2 separate regions of the Rattus norvegicus genome follow, and region 1 is linked to region 2. The links are chromatin contacts, called in public Hi-C maps. All regions are on one chromosome and are shown on one strand. The core of a region is the stretch at or near the end of the contact, and the rest is flanking DNA. Distances in the headings are between cores, read along the strand shown.

The links. A called contact is a pair of places that touch in the nucleus more often than the background predicts.
Region 1: a Hi-C map of psoas muscle shows a contact between it and region 2, with 1.8 times the contacts expected there. The contact joins two enhancer-like sites. A contact is called at or near these places in 3 of 12 Hi-C or Micro-C datasets (hepatocytes, liver and psoas muscle).

What each region holds. Positions count from the first base shown.
Region 1 is chr7:32,903,327-32,910,843 of GRCr8, reverse strand. No RefSeq gene overlaps it. Among named protein-coding and RNA genes, the nearest start is that of Plekhg7, 210 kb to the right of the region's middle. Within about 2 kb of position 4,258, at least 17 of the 93 cell types and tissues checked have an H3K27ac peak or open chromatin away from gene starts, as enhancers often do.
Region 2 is chr7:32,704,092-32,711,072 of GRCr8, reverse strand. It overlaps the pseudogene Ewsr1-ps4. Among named protein-coding and RNA genes, the nearest start is that of Plekhg7, 15 kb to the right of the region's middle. Within about 2 kb of position 1,567, at least 5 of the 93 cell types and tissues checked have an H3K27ac peak or open chromatin away from gene starts, as enhancers often do.

The sequences.
Region 1 (7,517 bases), core at 3,009-5,508, 200 kb before region 2:
AGAAAATAAACAAGCAAATAGATAAAAAACTAAAAAACTTTATTTGAATGTTGGGGGGTTTCTTGTTGTTGTTTTGTTTATTTTGCAACTGTACATAACAGAAAATAGCTAGATCACTATATCCTGGTTAATTTTTTGTTAACTTGACAAGCGTTGGAATGAGCTTAGAAGAGGAAACCTCACTGAGAAGATGCCTCCTTCATTCATTGACCTATAAGGCAAGTCTATGGGGTATTTTCTTGATTAATAATTGATGTGGGAGGACCCAGCTCATTGTGGGTGGTGCCACCCCTAAGCAGGTGGTCCTCAGTTGTATAAGAAAGCTTGTAATAACAACTAATGGAAGAAAAGGCCATGAATTTAAAAGAGAGCAAAGAGAGATATATGGGAGGGTTTGGAAGGAGGAAATGGAAGAGAGAAATATTGTAATTATATAACAATGTCAAAAAATTAAATATAAAAAAGTAAGCCAAGTAGATGATAATAACAGTATTTCTTCATCGCCTCTGCTTCAGTTCCTGCCTATGGGTTCCTGCTTCTATTCCTGCTCTCTTTCTGTCTCTCTCTCTCTCTCTCTCTCTCTCTCTCTCTCTCTGTGTGTGTGTGTGTGTGTGTGTGTGTGTGTGTGTGTATGTGTTCCTTCTTTTTATGATAGACATGGAAGACAAACAAACCCTTTCGTCTTAGTTTCTGTTCTTTTCTGTGAAAAGACAACATGACTAAGGCAGTTCTTGTAAAAGACAGCATTTAACTGGGGTCTTGCTTACAGTTTCAGAGAGGCACCAGTGCATCATCATCACAGTGGAAAGCAGACAGGATGGGCATTGAAGCAGTAGTTGTGAGCTTTACATCCTGATCCATATGCAGTAGGCAGAGAGGCGGGGGGGGGGGGGGAGACATACTAGGCCTGGCATTGGCTTTTGAAAGCCCACTCCCAGTGACACACCTCCTCCAAGAGGGCCACACCTCCTAATCCTTCCCAACTGGGGACCAACATTCAAACATATGAACCTATGGGGCCCGTCCATTTCCATTCAAACCACCATACCATTCCTCTCCAAAGTTGGTTTGGGTCAGTGTTTTATCACAGAAACAAAGAAGTAAACATTCTGCATGCTTCAGGAACTTCACCTACATCACAAGGAGGTCATAATTGTTAAGAAATAAAGAACAGATTGGAGAGATGACTCAGAGGGTCAAGTGGCTGTCAGAGAAGTATGAGTACCTGAGTTTGGTTGGTTACCTGAAACCCACAAAAACCGTCTATAATACCAGTTTTCCAATGGAGATACTGAAGATGGGGGTAACAATTCCTGAAGCTTGCACACCCCCTAGCCTGGCTTATGCAGCAGCACCAGCAACTGCCTCAAACAATGTAGGAAGGCAGGTTGACCTCCAAGGTGGTCCTCTGCCCTCCACATGCATACTGTGACACACATGCTTCCACATAAAAACACATGTGTGCACACATGCGTACACATCCCATACACATACACGAAAGGTGTTTCTTTTTCTTTAAAGAATTCAGCCACCATAACAACAAATGTTTAAGACAATCTCTGTGCTTCCTGAAAGCCTCCGCATGAAATGTAGTTCAGTAGACAAGGTTCCAGGAAATTCCTTGAGAAGTTCTAATCCGTGGGTCCAATCTATGGTTCATACTTAGATCAAGTTCCATTTCTACTATAAGTTTTACAAAAGAAGACTCATATAATAACAGTATAATTTATGCTTCCTCCTGCCTTGGACATCACTATTGTTTTGGTATCTGTTAAAAAGAATCTGTCATCGAAGAATAAATGCCTGGGAATGAATTATGGCAAATATCTAACAATTACCTTACTTCTAATTGATTAAGCAAAATGGGTGATCCTGCAGCTGAGTAAACCCTTCTCACCTGGGAAGAGCTGCATCGATTTCCTGCTCTGTTACATGGAGGTTTTGAAGCAGTCTAATGGTGTTTCAAAAATTTTAACGAATGGGGCAACGTTGTGTTTCCCATTAATAGTAAGCAGAAAGACAAACTAAATATAAAACAGATCCTTTCTCGTAAACCATTCCTCAACCGTTACTGGCTTATTGAAACAACAAGCGAAGTGTGGATAAAAGCTACGTTCTGTTTGTCCATGAGAAATAATGAGAGAACGTGTAGCATGTTAATAGCAGAGGGGTAGTCTGCACCTGTTCTGGAAGATAAATACACATTTAGTGTTGGAGCCGATCCATAAATCAAATCCCTTCAAAACAGGCAGAGACCAACCAACGCTGGCTGCAGCCAGTTTTGAGAAAGAAAGGGCAAAGGAGGGTCCACTACTAACACAAAACTGTAGCCACTCTGCCATGCAACCTTCCCATCTGTACCTGAACTTGATGCCAAGGTGATTCACCAGCAAGAATTTGCTTGACTTAGCAAAAGAGACCCATTGCATCCTGTCCTCTGCATCCAGAGATAACCAAGATGTTTATCTCAGATCCTGGCTGATCCAACGTTTGAGTTGAAAAGGAACCGAAATGAGATGACCAGCTCGTCTGTGCAAATACAAACAGACCAACAGGATGCTTCCAGACCTAAGCCATTCAAATGCAACTGCGTGGGGCTGTTGTTCTCTTTATTGGCAACTTGATTCCCCCCCCCCCCCGTGGGGCTGTTGTTCTCTTTATTGGCAACTTGATTCCCCCCCCCCCCCCCCCCCCGTGTTCCAGACCCCTCTGTAGTGGAATTTAATCTACTGGGTAGAAGTAAATGAGCTAAATTATACTCATTTGCAAACAGCAGGGAGAAGACATGAAGGTTGTAAGCAACAAAGAATTCCACTCTGGTGTAGAAATCGGCAAGGCGAATTGCAACAGAAATCTATGAAAATTTAAAGGTGCTTTTCTTAGGGTACTCACTGGAAACTTCTACTTATGTGATTTAATGTCAGCGCTACTCCTGAAGATTCTATCGCACACTCCACTCCTAAGCATGCAGGAAGAAGATACGGAATGCTTACTCGTTTTGTTGTTTTGGGTTTTGCTTTTTTTTTTTTTTTTTGGTGAATTAAAAGGAAAGGAGCTGGGTGAGAGTGGGGGCCTTGGTTCGGGTTCTAGCATTTCCCTGTGTGATCTTGGACGATAGTCTTCGCTGTTCTTGGCTCTCATCGGGATGGGCAGAGGAGACTGAACTAGAACAAACCTGCGTATTGTGCTCAGTTATACAGGGGTAGTGGAAGAAGGTCGAGTTCCTTTCCTGGAGGCTTGGAGAGTACTATGCAAACCAGGAGCCTATCTGTGGGCGACTACAAGGAGGGCCTGGAGTTTTTTTTGAAAGGTTTGAGCTGGGCTGAGTGATGCACACCTTTAGTCCCAGCCCTCAGGAGGCAGAGGCAGTCAGATCTCTATGAATTGGAAGCCAGCCTGGTCTACAGAGTGAGTTTCAGGGCATACGTCCGTAGCATAACCCTGGCTCACAACAACAACACAAACAACAAACAGTTGAAGTGGTTGCTGATCATTGAGAATAAGATGGTTTTAGGAAATAAAGCCGCCCATCTTTTTCCGAAGAACTGGATAATCCACTCACCCCAACTCCATGCTCGCATGCCTTCTCTGTAGTTTAGCCCTCTGATTTAAGGAGCTCTTTTAAACACGGATCTGAGCTGGCGTCCCCTCTTTTCCTAACTGGCCCTATACCTACTCTCTTTTCCTTTTCCTCTTGGAGCAGATCACAACCTACCAATGTACACATTCTGTAACGTTTCTCCTTCCCTGTCTTTATAAATGCTAGGAGAACAGAGGTCTTGACTGTTCCCTGCATGGCTAAAACAGTAGCCAAGAATGAGTAAGCACTTAATAAATATTGATGGAGTGAGCAAGTCCATGCCTGACAAAGGCAGCAGTATATAGAGGGCAACTGTGGAAATCCCCTTGCTACATGTAGGCTTTTCCAGTTTCCATTCCCCCTACTGTTCCCAGAACTAATTTTACTTGCTATCTAACTTGGTGTTCCTATACCCAGTCCACTTGGCCATCTGCATTCCTCCCTTTCTCTGCAGGTATTTTTTATTTATTTATTTATCACATAATAGCCCCGGTCTAAGACGGAGGGAAACAAAACAAAACCTTCAGCTGCTAGAAATGATTTGAAACTGCTGGATAAGATTGTTCCTATCTCTTCCAGTTCTTAAAACTGGAGGATTCAGGCTTCATCACCACACAGATCTGTATGCGTAAGAAAGAGGAGGCAATGCCTGTTCAAATTCCCCTTGTCCTATAAATGGTTTTGCTTCCCCCTCTCCACTCCCTACGGCCCTAGCCAGTCCCTGGGTGAGCTGGCCAAGTGAGGTAGGCCCTACACAAAGTACTTTATGACCTGCCAGTCTGAGCCAGCCAACAATCACAGCATAGGCACCCCCCACCCCCACCCCCGTTCCTCCTGATGGAGGTCCAGTCCAATCCTGAATGACGGGATTTGCGAAGACAGCTGTTGGGCTCCACAAACATTTGGGGGAGGGGCTATGTGAGAGTGGTTGGTACACTCTCCTACTGCTTTTTAACTGAAAGAAACAGCTGCAATCTTCACAATTCAGGCAAGTAAACAAAAGCTGACAGTGCCAGGCACTGTTCTGCAGCAAGCATTCAAATGACGTCTCCCCATGGGGTCTGCGGGCAAGTGTCAAGTCTCCCAGTCTTCACAGTGGAGAGGGGAAGCCAAGCGCTGACTGCCCTGAAGGGGCAAGTCGGAATAAAGCAAACATTGCTCCAGTCTTCTTTCCTCCTTTCATTTCTGGTTATCATTCACGAGTATTGTCAAGTTCCAGAAACGTGTGTGTGTGTGTGTGTGTGTGTGTGTGTGCGCGCGCGCGCGCGCGCGCTCCCACAAAGATGTTGTTTTGCTGTCTGAGAGGCTAGCCTGCCTGGGCTCACGCACAGGAGCACGTTTGCAGAGCCCAGCTACCAGATTCCTGCAGGGGAAGGTGCAGCCTTGTTCCCAGGCCGCCCCTCTGTTTCATCTGCCCGTCTATTTGCCTATACGGAAAACAATGTTTATCTGTTATTTTCCCGTGCGCCCCCCCACCTCGCCCCCATCCTTTTCATTGTCAGGGCCATCTGTCCGCTAGAAACATTATCTTTGGTTGCTCAGTTCTGAACCCAGGTGATAATCGGGATGAACGGTTTGTCCTTTTATGTTCTCTTTGAAGAGTTTAAGACCAAAGGACAGGAGACACAAACAGCTTGGTGTTTGTTTTGAGGTCTCTATTTGAAATACTTGTTCTGCAAGCAGTGAAACCGGCCGGGTGGCTAGCTGTTTACTGATATACTAAACCTGTTGGGCAGGGGCAATTTCCTAAATAGGCTTTGATTAAAAGAGATTTTTACTTTTTTTATTTTGGAGATTTATTTCTTTTACTTGACGTGTGTGGGTGTTTTGCTTGCACGGGTTCATGTGCTTGTTGACTGCGGGAGGGGGGGTGTCAAAAGAGCGCATTGGAACCCCTTTATGAGCCACCTTGTGGCTCCTGGGAATAGAACCCAGGTCCTCTGGGAGAACACCAAATCCTAACCATTGAGCCAATTCTCCAGCCCCACTTATGTACTTGTTTTGTTTTGTTTTGAAATCAAATAAGGGGCAGGAGCAATAAACCAGTGGTTAAGAGTTCTTCCTTCCAGAGTAGCAGAGTTTGATTCCTAAAACTCAGATAGCTCACAACCGCCTATAATTCCAGAGGACCCAATACTCTCTTCTGACCTTGATGGGCTTCTACACTTATGTACACATGCGCATCCGAAGGCACACACGCATACACATAATTTAAAATTAATGTAGTTTTCAAAGTAAACAACACTCTTGATATGCCATGTATTCGTAATCTTTTGTGCTGACTTTAAGATTCAAATGGTATATGTCTTCCTGCCTGCCACTTAGGGGAATTTAGCTGACAAGGACTTGCATTTTTCTTTTCTTTTCTTTTTTTTTTTTTAAGAATTCCCCTGTCTGATACCCACACCCAAACATTGGACAGAAAGAGGTCAAGGATATGAATGGAAGAGTTAGGGGAAGGGTTGAAGGCCCTGAAGGAGATGGCAACCTCACAGGAAAACCAACAGTGCTAACTAACCTGGTGCCCTGGGTGCTCCCAGAGACTGAGCTACCAAACAAAGAGCATACACAGGCTGGCCGGAGGCCCCCATCGCATAGGTAGCAGAGTGCTGCCTTGCCTGGCTGCAGTGGGAGAGGGTGGGCCTAATCCTTCAGAGACTTGATGCCCCAAGGAAGTAGGGAAAAAGGGCTGCCCTCTCAGAGTTGAAGGGGAAGGAGAAGGGAGAAGCACTTGGGGTGTAAATAAATAAATAAATAAATCCCTCTACCTTTAAATTCAGCTCATATGGCTTAAGAGAAGTGGGCATGGCCCATGTGGTGGTAAATTCTTTTGTCAATATGACACAAATTAATCCGTGATGAAGAAAGTTCAACTGAGGAGTCATCTCCATCAGATTAGCCTGTGGGTACGTCTCTGAGGACATTTTCTTGATTCGTGATTGGTATGGTTCATCCCATCGTGGGTGGCATCCTCCCTGGGCAGGTGGTCTTGAGATGTCTATGAAAGCAGGCCGAGCAAGCCACTGGGAGCAAGTGAGCAGCACTCCTTTATGGTCTCCTCTTCAGTTCCCGCTTCCAGATTCCTGCCCTGCCTCGGCTTCCCTCAACAGTGGTCTGTAATCTGGAAGTATAAGAGAAAATAAATTCTTCCCTCTCCAAATTGTTTCTGGCGATGCAGTTTTATCACAGCAAAGCAGGACAGCCTATGATGACGGGCTATCTGGTACCTGGAACTGCTGTCAGCAAAGGCCTTGCCTCAGGAGAAAATAAACAGAGACAATCTCTCAGGAGCTCATCTCACCAGCCATCTTCAAAGCAGCGTGAGTGGCCAGGCTCAGAGTATCTCTCTCTCTCTCTCTCTCTCTCTCTCTCTCTCTCTCTCTCTCTCTCTCTCTGACAGTCCATCTCAAGACCCATAGGGATGGTTGAGATTCTTAACAAGATGAGAAGAAAAGGTATTTTGCTGATGTCTGAATGTCTGTGATCTCTGAAACTCAGCAACATTCCTTAGGGGGACTGGAGGAGTGGAAGGGAGTCGGCAACAGCTGCCTCAGCACTGGATCGTCTCAGGATTAGTTCACGGCCACTCCATCAAAAGCTGCTCAGCACAGAACAGTTTCACCTGAGGGAAGAGGCATCTACCAGAGGATTCTACAGCATCATTATTCTGAGGCCAAGGGCATCTATGAAGCCAACACCCCAGTCATTGCTGGGTCTATTAGTAGGGTGGCAGGTAGCCACTTGCGGAGGGCACACCCCCTCTGACAAGCTGTCTCTGCAGGTGATGTCTTTAATGGCAGTAAGGAACACAAGCTAGGAGTCAAGTGTTTTCTTCTCAGATTAGGAATTGGAGACAAATAGAGAAGAGAATTTGCCTTATTCCACACAATTTAATAAGACGTATTCTTTTTTTTTTTTTTTTTTTTTTTTTTTTTTT
Region 2 (6,981 bases), core at 318-2,817:
CATGTTTTTGTCGAGCTCCAAACCAGATCAGCTCTCTCTTCATTGTTCGTTCAGTAGTATCTAACATGATCTGGACTCTTGCTATCATAACGGGACACATTTGTTAAGAACAGTCAGTGTTTATTAAGGGCCTACTAGATCCTAGTCTTTTACATATTCTTCCAATAACCTGTAAAATAGAGAAGCTACTGTAATCGTCCCCATTTTTCAGATGAGAGAACTTGGGTTGAGGAACAGGCCTTGTGAGATGGGTCCAAACTCTTGACTTTGCAACATGACCTTCTCACCTACAAAGTTCATTCTTGAGAACTACATAATTTTTTTTTTAAAAAAAATACTCTCATGTTTTAAGTAAGTGCATAATTTTGTGCTAAGCCATATTAAGTTATCCCGGGATGATGCATGTGGCCCATGGGTGAGTTAGAGACAGCTGCAGGAGCCAAAGTCATAATAAAGCCAGAGACTAGCTGGCCGGGTTTCAAACAAAAGCATACAGGCTCCTTATGCTGGCCTAAGTGCAGACGACTCAGGCACCTGGGAAGAGGGATTTCACGAATCTCTAAAACACAACTGGCCCCGAAGACTCTTCCTAAAACAAGCAGTCAGGAGTGTGAATCTTGCCACTTGTCTTGAAAAGCATTTTTCTCCCTGGTTACCATCTACTCCAAAACGACTTCGAAAGATACAAATAAAAATATCTGTGTCCCATCAGCCTCGTGAATCTTGTTTTTTTGCATTCCTAGATTGGTAAGGATCTTTTTCTCTTGATCACTTGCTGGTTTCTCTCCTAGTGGCCAAGTCTTCCTCCCTCTTATAATATAGAAGGATCTCAGGCTTTTTTTTTCTTAGTTGGGAGGAAAGAAAGCAAAGTGCTGGAGAAACAGCTTCCATCACACAGCACCTAAAGATACATCATAAATTTGTAACAAAGTATCTCACAGACTGTAAAATAGGCATTGGCTAAGTCTTCTCATGCTTAAGGAAGTGTGTCGGGGATATTGGGTACTGTGGTTAGTGTCAAGTATCCACAGAGTTCTTGGAGTTTCTGGGCTCTTCTGAAGCCAAGGCTGACCCTCTTTCTTTCCCCTAATTTGTTTTTCTTTCCCTCCTTTTGTTCTTTCAGACAATCCCCCCACCTCGTGCAGAAAGTCAAAAGAGGGAGGAGCTTGTGAGAATCAGATACAAAATATTTTTGAAATAGTCGGCCTCGCATTTCCTGGGTTTGGGGAGGTCTTGATGTTATGGGGAGGCTCTCAGATGTTATGGATCACCACCCTGCCATTGGGGTCTCTGGAATCTTTACTCCTGGGAGTACCTGGCTTGTGGAGCATGCATCCTGTGTGTCTGTGCCCAGGAAGTGTAAAATGCTAAGGTCAGTCTAATTAAAGCCAGTCTGCCCATCCATGTCTGTTTGTGAGACTTGAGTCTGGCCTGCCTAGTGTAGTGGAAACAAGTGGGTTTTTTGGGTTTTGGTTTTGGGTTTTTTTTTTTTTTTTTTTTTCCTTCCTCATGTTTGAACTCTGTGAGGTTACACTGCCACCGTGTGGCTCCTCTAGTGTGAACTTCGAGAGAATGAAGCTGAGAGATCACACACACCCTAAGGGGGCTTGGCGGGCAGGGACAGAAAGAGAAACACAGTTTTTTGAAAAGATGCCTTGGTATGTCAGGGAAAACAGAAGTCACATTGGTCAAAAGATAATCTACATTCATGAGCTCAACACGGAGCCAAACAGACGCTCGTTGAAACTTACCAAACGGATTGTTTTTCCAGCCTCAGTTGCCTTGTCTGTGTAACGGAAACCATAGTAGTTCCTCTAGGCTGCTGCTAGCATCAAAAGGCAGTGCACACAAAGTGCTCCCTGCCTGCCGTGTCTGGTTATTATTATGGAGCAAAGAAAGGAGCCACACAGCCGTATGCCAAGCCCCCATCCCTTGCAAGGACTCTTGCCATTTTGACCTTGTCTATACCTTAGTTTGAGACTTAACCATTTCACCTTTCCCTGCCCTTGACGAGTGAGCTTCGGATCAGTCAACCTGTGTGTTTCAAATCGTGTCTCCATTGTCTTGAAGCTTTATGGCCGTGGGATATTTAAACCTTCTGAGCTGGAAAGCTGTGTGGTGATGCAGGCCCATAATTCCAGCATCTGGGGCACGGAAGCAAGAGGGTAATGTTCAAGGGTGTTCTCTGCCCGGTAGTCTGTTAGACGCCAGCATGGGCTCACGAGACCCTGCTGGGAGAAAATAAAAATAGGTAACAACAAAATCCTAAGATGTGGTTTCCTTGTCTGTAAAATGGGATTGCGAACCCCCCCCCACCCCACCCTTGTCTCCTGGTTACAGAGGGATGCGGAGCTCACAGACTCGCGCTAACATACCCGAAGCTTCAGAGGCAGTGTCTCCAATGGTCATCAGTCTTCAGCAGTCACTGTTACAGTCATGACTACACTACAGGGCAGGGCAGTCCCCCAGTGCTCACCTTGTCCTTCTTCCAAGTAACACAAGCTTTAAGCTCACCTTAACATCAAAGACCTACCGGGTAAGTAGGCAGACAGGATGCAACTCTGTAGTCTGATTACCTACACAACTCACAAGTTGAGTTTCTGTGATTTTATAGTAAGTTGATCTTCTCGAGTCTAAAAATGCAGCTATCAACAATTCACGCCTCAGTGTTTCTAATATGAAAGTGTATTTATAGTCAAGGTTAATACTGCCGAGTGGTGGCGATGCACATCTTTAATACCAGTGTTCAGGAGGCAGAGGCAGATGGATCTCTGAGTTGGAGGCCAGCCTGGTCTACATAGAGAGTTCCAGGACAGCCAGGGTTACACAGAGAAACCCTGTATTGAAAAACAAACAGAAAACAAGACAAAACAATTAATATTCCTATATTGTTATTTTATTTTGTGTCTTCATTTTCCGAGACCCAAAAATCCAGTCCTTTCAAATCAAGCAAAATCTTAGAACTAATGAACAGATTTATATTCAATGAAGAAAAAACTCAATACTAGTGATCACCACAAACTCTCAAGTCTAGATTTACTGTGACATCTGAGTGGTCCTAACCTGAGTAACGCATACTCAGAACCACAGTGATCTTAGCTCTAAGCTTTAACATCTCCAGCTATTCAGGGAGGGATCCCCAAAATGTTTCAAAAGCCTTCTTTGGGGGACCGTAAGCTTCATCCATCTCTGATCCCCACCTCTACACTTAAGTGATAGCCTCATAACTACCTTCCAGGACTGACACAATCTGCTGCACTTTCCCCAGGCTACAGGCAGCCCTGTGACCAGAGGGACCACGGGCATTCCCCACAACTTCCCCCTTTCCCTGCCTCTCTCCTTAAATATCCCTCTTCTCAGCAAATTTCCTCATTCCTGCTTCCTCTAAAGTATAAAAATCTCAGAGCCCCTGAGAGCATTTAGAGCATTGGAGTCCTGGTTAGGTTTAGCAACTATAAGCTATAAAAATACATATGCAAATACATGTATAATAAAGATATATTATATCTAAGATATATTTTATTTTACATGTCTTCACATATATCTTTATGTACATGTATAAGATATATGTCACATATATAATATATTTATATCTTTAAATATATATTTAAAAATATTATCTTTATTATTAAATATGTTACTAAATTTTATTCTTATATTCTTATATATTATCTTTATTATTAAATGTATTATATTCTTTATATATATTATCCTTTATAAAATATATTATATAATATCTATACTTGTAATATATATTAATTATACATAATATATTATGTATAATACAATGAATTATATAGTGTGTAATATTTATGTATGCGATAACTATGTAATAATATAGTATATACTCTATTATATAAATATATATTGTTTATATTTTATATATTTATAAAATGTATAAATATATACTCTTTATCTTTATATAATATATATTAAAGAAAAAACATCTATTTATTCCAAAAATCTATCTCATAGGATTTCCTTAGGTGGCTGATTTTTAGTACATTTAGGAGAGAAAATGTAGTCCACAGGTTCCAGTACCTACAGCTAAGCTGTCACCCAGTATGGCTATGGTCCTTACACCACTCATCCAATCCGTGGAAACACCCAGACCACCCAGACAGATGGGCAACAAAATGTGGAACCTATGAGGAGCTACTAATGTCAACGGTACTCAGCTCAGACCACTGTCACCAATGGGCAGACTACATATGTGACTTCGTATGGACAGTTTCCTGTGCTGATCCTGCTCAACAGCCCAGAGGCATACAGCCAACCTGTCCCAGTTTGCTGCTGGTGTTTATGACACCACTGCTCCAGTCACCACAATCCAGGCTTCTAGGCAGCTTAGTCTTGTATGCCACCCAGTCTGCTTACCTAGCCTATGGACTGGAGACGACAGCCACTATACATGCAAGACCTCAGGATGATAACAAGACCCTGAGAATAGTCAACTCCAATCTAGCATAGGGAGAGAGATGCACAGGGAGAGATAGTACAGCACAGTCTGAGATATGAGCAGAGTGACTACAGTTATCCCCAGGCACCTGGGAGCTACCCCATGCAGCAGCCACTCACAGCACCCCCATCCTATCCTCACGCTAACTACTCCTCTTCATGTTCAGATATTCTCAGTAGAACACCCACGAGCAACCCAGAAGCTGTGGATAGCAGAGTAGCTGGGGTCAACAATGCACCTGTGGGTGGCAGCCTCTCGCTAATTTACCCTCTCCAGATTGGACCCTAAAACGTAGCTTCAAATCAATATAGAGATCAGAGCACAGCAGAGTTAATCCTGACAGGACAGCCACAGCATCGTGGGTCTTTATGGGCAGGAGTCTGGAGGATTTTCCAGACAAAAGAAGAATAGGAGCATGAGTGGCCCTGATAACTGGGGCAGGGGAGGGGAGGGATTTGGTCATGGACCCATGACTAGGGTTGGCCAGCAGGAGGACACAATGGAATGGGTGGTAGAGATCCAGCGTGGCTTCAATAGGACCATTGGGTGAAGGACCAGATCTTAATCTAGATGTTCTCGTAGATCCGAATGAAGACTCTGACAACTGTGAAACTTGTGGGCAAGGATTAAATGACAATGTGACTGGACAATAGGGCAGGCTGTGGGGTTGTGGAGATGAACAAAAGAACTTGACAACCCATGATCCACATCTACCTGGATAAGGAGACGGGAAAGCTTCCACAATGTCCTCTGAAGATCCAACTGGCGATGGGAAAGATTGTTCAAGGAAGCAAACTTAAGATTTCTTTTGCTCTCTCCCTCCCAGAGCAAGCCTGGGGTGGCGTGCAACCTTGCAAGAGCAGAGAGAAGCCACCACCGCTCTGTGGAGGTCCTGGTTAGAGACTGACAAGGTCCCAATCCAGGCTGAAGAAACCAAAACTTCACCTGGAGCACAGAATGCAGTCAGTGTGCACCCCTGAGCTCCAGTGTTTCTTCCCATCACTTTCCCCACCTCCAGGTAGTGATAGAGGCCAAAGCATCTCCTGGGAACTTTCAGAGAGAGAGATGTGGACTTATGGACCAAAATAGTCCTGGAAGGATGTTCAGAGGTGGCTAGAGTGAAGGCAGGGATAGTTTCAAAGTGACCATTGCATGGACAAGGATAGCTTTGGTGGAGGAAGATGAGGTGCTCTTGGGGCCCCTCCTGGACCTTTGATGAGACAGAAGGGAGGAAGAGGCAGATGTAGAGAATAGGAAAGTGGATGGATTCAAGCACTATCAGGAACATAGAGACCAGCCCGACTAGACAAGCCTACAGAGCTGCACTGACAACCAGGTTTATTTAATCGGGAAATGGTTTAAATGTCTGATTTCATATTGATAATGTTGGCCACGTTGTGAATATTCCTTGTCTGTGCTTTAGTATTTTCACCATTTGTGAAGAAACATGAAAACAAATGAAATGGTGATGTGCTGAGGTCTCTCCCTTCTGTGAAGATGGCTGTGGAGAACCAAGACTACCTCTAAGTGGAACAAGGTTCATAGTTGCAATTTCTTAAATAGAATTCCAGATGTTTATGAAAAATATTATTTAATAAAAGGCCCACATTCATTTCAAACTCATATATGTATGCGTGTAATATATATGCAATTTAGTTTTCATTATATTATGGAATATAGTTTCCATTAAGTATAATGAAATTATATTCTATAAATAAATTCATGTGCTGTAGTCCTTAATGCATTTAACCATTACAATGAAGGTCTGAAAGAAATCCTCGTTTTACATTCTTTTGTAGGAAATTCAGGCACTGTATGGTAGACAGTTGTAAAAACTCATGGAACAGTACAGTGCTGCTTGCTGGCTCTGCCTTGATTCTGCGTGGTATCCTGTGGGCTCCTGTACACCTTTGTCATCTGGGTCAAAGGGCATGTCAGAGGATCTCAGAACATGATTCTGCTTTGACTGATAGCTACAAAAAAAATTGTCACTGTCAGCCTCCTCACAATCACCATACCCATCACACTGTCCCCCACTGTACCCATCAAACTGTTCCCAATGCACCCATCACACTGTTCCCTCACTGCACCCCATCATACTGTCCCCCACTGTACCCATCACACTGTCCCCACTGCACCCCATCACACTGTCCCCACTGCACCCATCACACTGTCCCCACTGTACCCATCCCACTGTCCCCACTGCACCCCATCATACTGTCCCCTATTGCACACCATCACACTGTCCCCCACTACACCACATCACTCCTCACAACACACAAACACAATTACACAAACAACAATCATGTCCAATTTCAAGGCAGGGGTCAATTTTCCTTTTGAGCCAAGCATGGCAGCATCTATAATTCTAGTCCTTGGGGGCCGAAGCAGAAGGATCACAAGTTCAAGGCATACTTAAGCTCCATACTGGTGCCCTCTCTCACAAAAGCAACAGTAATAACAAGAATAAGTAATTAAGTAATCAAAAAACAATAAATGAACTTTTGCTTTTGAGAGAAAAA